Linked DNA regions of Astyanax mexicanus: region 2 is linked to region 1. The links are chromatin contacts, called in public Hi-C maps. All regions are on one chromosome and are shown on one strand. Each heading gives the region's core, a stretch centred on a gene start, on an enhancer-like site or on the middle of the called end of the contact. The rest is flanking DNA. Distances are from core to core; before and after follow the strand shown. Region 1 has its middle 41 kb from the start of LOC111191956. Region 2 holds the start of plpp3 (phospholipid phosphatase 3).

The links. Hi-C and Micro-C count contacts between places; a contact is called where the count stands out from the background.
Region 2: a Hi-C map of muscle shows a contact between it and region 1, with 18 times the contacts expected there. The contact joins the promoter of plpp3 here to the enhancer-like site in region 1. A contact is called at or near these places in 2 of 3 Hi-C or Micro-C datasets (both in muscle).

The regions. Positions count from the first base shown.
Region 1 is chr1:61,489,317-61,492,016 of AstMex3_surface, forward strand. No RefSeq gene overlaps it. Among protein-coding and RNA genes, the nearest start is that of LOC111191956, 41 kb to the left of the region's middle. Within about 2 kb of position 1,320, the one cell type or tissue checked has an H3K27ac peak away from gene starts, as active enhancers do.
Region 2 is chr1:61,609,882-61,612,581 of AstMex3_surface, forward strand. It overlaps plpp3 (phospholipid phosphatase 3), which reads right to left and starts at 1,355. Exons shown (of 6, transcript XM_007260661.4): 1 at 700-1,355. The coding sequence starts at 838.

The DNA of each region.
Region 1 (2,700 bases), core at 70-2,569:
CTCCCAGCAGCCACCTGGGGGCACTTGTCACTGGAAATGCTGAAATGGAAGTACAGTAATTGTGAGACTCTGTGTCTCACTGTTTTCAATCTCCTTCATCTCCTGAGAGTAAAACAATCAAGCTGTCCAACCGCTAAGTTAGTAGTGAATGTAGAGTGCACTCTGATGAGCAAAGAAGCATCTATACATTTACTGCCTGTGTTTGTGTGTGTGTGTGTGTGTGTGTGTGTGTGCGTGTGTGTGTGTGTTGGGGGGTAGACGAGCACTGTAAATGAACTCCACATTTATGAGAAGCCAGAGAAAGCAATAAGCCGCCCTGTAGAGTTGTTGCGTCTGACAGGCTGATGTTGTTTTGTTCTCTTGCTGGGATGGAGTCCAGCCTGGAAAGAAAAATACAAGAGTCTTAATTGGGCTTAATACCCCTTTAACTTAAGAGCTTCAGCATGTCTCTTGTAACATGGAGAGGGCTTAAGAATTATATTTGTGAGAACACAAGGGCTGCCAAGGCCTCGGTTGCGGAAGGTCATGTGTTTTCCTGTGTGTGCGTGTACCAGAAAACCATGATCATTTGAATATTTGTGTTCTGTACAACCTGTGGCCTTTTTATAATCAACTCTGGACAGCAGAATTGCATAATTACATTTATTTGTCAGTAAAGAAAGGCTTTTTTACAATGATCATCTTGTTAAAAAATACAAAACAACAGGCATTTATGTCGTTCTGTAAGAAAGTAAGTATGAGAAGCAATATAGTCTGTACTGTTGTTTCACAGAGGTCGGAGTAATAATGCCAGGCCTTTGTCCCATTTAGCAAATATACTCTGAAAAGGAAACGAGCAGCTCCTCTTTAAAAGAGCATCTCCACCAGTGGAGCCCTTTTCCACTTTCCACCCCAACTCCAGAAGGCTGCCTTCAAGTTGAACTCTGGTGTAAAATGGACTTTTGGTGTAGTAAAGCATGTTAAAAAGTACTTAACTTTGATCTATAACACACCTCCGTTCTCCCATAGTGTTCCGAGATCCAGAAATTTTAACAGTTTGTCGAAACACCCTTCAGACTGGAGCCTATCCCAGCAGGCATTGGGCGGAAGGCAGGATACACCCTTGACAGGCCATCAGTCCATCACAGGGCCGGACAGACACAGACAGACACACAGACTCATTCACTCACACACTCACACCTAGAGGGGAAATTTTAACCAACATCCAATTAGCCAGAACGTCTTTGGACTGTGGGAGGAAACCGGAGCACCCGGAGGAAACCCACGGAGACACAGGGAGAACGTGCAAACTCCACACAGAAAGACCCCGGTCACCCCAGCCGGGAATCGAACTCTGGCCGTCTTGCTGTGAGGCGGAAGTGCTACCCAATGGGCCACCATGCCGCCCCCCCGATAAATCACTTTTTTAATAACTTAAAAAGTGCACAAGAAGCTTATTAAAACCTTTGTATACATCCTACAATGCTAGCTTCAGTTCCAAACGCCACCATTGCTCCTGGCACCGGCTGCTACGCTATACATAGACTTTGCATAGAGTAGCAGCCGGCACCAGGAGTAATGAAGTTAGCATTATGGGATGTAAACAGTGTTTTTAATAAGCTTCTTGTGCATTTTTTAAGTTATTAATTAAGAGTGTTTGGAAAAAAACTGTTAAAATTTCTGAATCTCAGAAAGCTGTGGGAGAACGGAGGTGTGCTGTTTATCAAAGGTAAAGTACTTTTTATCATGTTTTACTAAACCAAAGGTCCATTTTATTACAGAGGGAACACATAACCCTAACTATCCCCAGCAAACAGAAAAGCCACATTATAATACTTTGAATGGATGATGGATCGTGCTGAGTTTCCCAAACACACCTTAAAACAAACATTCTTAAATAATTAAGGGGGGTTTGACAGTAAATATTCTCTACTAGCTAATGATCCTAACACTGAGGTGCTTTTGGGAAGCAGTTAGGGGTTAGGTGCCTTGCTAGGAAACGTTAGTAGTGAATGTTGGTCTACATTAAACATTAAGTTAAACATTCCAGGTTCAGTGCACCACAAGGGATATCACAGGCAACACAAAAAGCATGGTTGGAAATAAACAAACAAGTTATACATCTAGAATAAAACCAAAGTAGACAGTGCTTTGTATGCAGAGTAAACCAATACAATACTCAGCAACGAATTATTGAACCAGATGGGAACAATATAAACTGGACTGGTGTCACATGATCATGTGAACCAGTGAGTTCAGTGTTTGGTGCATTCTGGGGATCGGAGTTCATGACAGAGAGGTTTCTGCCAGAGCCAAATGCAGCAGACACCGAAAAATCCAAAGCAGCAGGTGTGACTATTATTTTTTTATATATATATATGTACATATTCATATTCAGTACCATCTGTGCAAGCTATTTTAAACACAACAATCCAGATACATTTATCACATATCATTTATTATTACAGTTAATCCAGGTAATGCAGCAACTACTAAAAAAATACAATTTTACACCATTTATTTAATTACTAGCCACATTTTACATTTTGTGACCCTGGTCAATGTTATTTGCTATATTTCTACTGTTAAGGTTTTATTTCCATGACATGGTGTGAGGTTTACAACATTACAGTATTGATATATTTAGCCGTGCTTTATGTTTAGCTGTATTTTAAACAGTTGCTAGACTGCTGATAGATGACACTTCTGAGGTTATATTTG
Region 2 (2,700 bases), core at 105-2,604, 120 kb after region 1:
AAACTGTTTAAATGTGCTGTCAAAAGTACAGAAAGATATTTTAGGTCCATATACGTCCCTTAAAAATAGGGAAAAACAAGTGCAACTCAATAACTTAACCTAGCTATGTTTCTTAACCCTTTATGGCATGAGGCAACAAACCATCATTATTTATTTGTTATTACACCATTCTATACCATAGCATAAATTATTGTTTATGTATGTATTTACTTATTTATTTAATTATTTTATTTTAAATATAATTTTACAAGGCATATCTACGTCCAATACAATGAGACATAAATAAATAAAAAATGTTTATACGTTTTTACATTCTTCTTGTTGGAAGCTTACGAAAACATGTTTCTTTTTTTCTTTTTCATTTCAATAAATAAAAGGGTCTGAAAAAAGTTTTTTTCTCTCTCAAAATATTATTAATGTCATAGAGGGTTAGTTAACTGTCTAGTTAACATTACATGCACTGTATACATGAGTAACTAGCAAACAGTTTAGCAGTTTTGTACCATTTTTCTGAGAGTGTAAGGCTAACACCATGTCACAAAACAGTAGAATTAGAGTAAGACTTGTTGATGAATGGCTAAAGCTGTTTTTGTTCTCTTTTTTTTATATTTTAAATGTTTTGTTGATAGTAAATCTATCTAGGTTAGCTAGATTAACAGTGATGAAAAAAGGGGAAATGAGGCAGGTTTAAAGACTCACCTAGGAGCAGGCAGAAGATGTCTAGAGCTATTAAAATTTTCCTCTTGCTCTTGTTCATGCCAGTGCTGCTATTTAACGTCGCAGTTCCACCGTTTCTTGTTTCGGGTGCCATCGCCTTCTCATACATGTATTTTGGCATGTGAGAGCTCCGTCCTCCTGCTGTACAGAAACCTCAGTCCACACGAGCACAAACTCAGCTTGCTCACTCAGTCAGTCACTCAGATAAAAAGATAGATAAATGTAGAAGGTAAGATGGGAGGCGAGGTCCGGCTCGTTTGAGGAGAAAAAGTCCTTAAAAGTTGATATTCAGAGGAGGAGTGAAGTCCTGCTGAATGTTGAACCGTTGAACCGGTGTGTAGAGTGAATAATAACCCGCCTCACGGTCACCGTCTCTCGGTCTGTGGGATGAAGACAGCAGCCCCCCGGTCAGTGTGTGTTTTCAGTCAGTAAGTCAGTGAGTGGAGGAGAACTTGAGTCCACTTCTCTAGTGTTGGAGGGCTTTCTGAGGGGAGAAGAGCGAGAGCGGCGTTTTAAAAAGCGCAGGAGCTTCAACTCCAGTTTTAAGACTCCCTTCCCTCGTCTCCTCCTCCTCCTCCTCCTCCTCCTTCTCCCTCTCTCTCTCTCCGTGTGCAGCAGAGAGAGCTTCAGCAGGCTCAGCCCCCTTCCTCCAGACCCACCTGCATGCTTATTATTATGCTCAGCCCTTACGCTCCGAGCCTGCAGCACGCGCTCCTCCTGCCACCCGTATTCAGGCAGGCCCCGCCCTCTCGCTCTGAGACTGAGTGGAGTGGAAGCGTGTCCTTCTGACTGTCCGCGCTGCGATTGGCTGGTAGCTCCTGCAATGCTGCAATCAGGAGCAGAGTCTCGAATCGCCTAGCCAATCATTGCGCAGAAGGGCGGGGCTACACGGAATACAGGCGGTCATAAAGCACTGAGAAGGTTAGAGACAGAAAGAAAGAAAGACGCCAAACGAAGAGCTGAACTCTTCTATTCTGAACAATATATTCTTTATACCCGAGTTTAACGACGTCTAACAAAGCTCCACACACACTTTTCTTCATATTCTGATGATGAAATTTTAATACATGTTTTAATTCCTTGATCTTATAAACTGTTTTGCTATAAATTGTTGTGAACCCTTTCCATTGTGTGTATGTTTTATTACGGAGCCCCTAAAGTGACATCATGTAAAAAAAAAAAAAAAATAATAATAATGCGTGGCCATGCCTTATTAAGGCATGAAAACGAGATCCTAAGGCGTGGGAACCAGATAATTAAGGCGAGGGAACGAGTTAATTAAATCATAGCCAATAAGGCGTGGCCAAAAGGTCCTTTTGTTTCATAGTTAACAAAGCGAGCAGCTCTCAAGAGTTGACTGAGCCCGTCAGCTTTTAGTGTGAGAATTAAGAGTCCCTCGCTACCTTTAAGAAACTCCTGAAGACTGAGCTCTTCAAAGAGCACTTACTACTTCTAACCTCATTTTCTGCTCCCTCTTTTTCCCTCCTCTATCCCACTATTTCCCTTTGGCCTCCTTTGGGCCCTGTCTTAAATGGGTTTTTTTTTTGTTTGTTTTTTTTGCCTTGAACTTCTATGTCTTCTATTACTAAATGTACATCACTATTGTAAGTCGCTTTGGACAAAAGCGTCTGCCAAATGTAATGTAATGTAAAAAATCTCTTCATACTTTGTAAGTGGTAGTTATGCAGCATGTATTTTTATTAGAGGTGTAAGGAAATATCAATATCAAAATATAGCAATAGTTTGTTTTGCAAATCGGTATTTATAAACAATAAATGACCAAAAAACAACACATTTCTGAATGTTCGTACTGTTTTACTGTTGCAGTATTATTGTGAACCCTTTCTCTGCATTGTGTGTATGTTTTATAAATCACACAATCATATTTTAAAATATATTCAAACTTTGTTGTAAGTGATAGTTATGCAGCATGTATTTTTGTATTGTACAGCATGTATTTTTAATGTATTGTAAGAAAATATC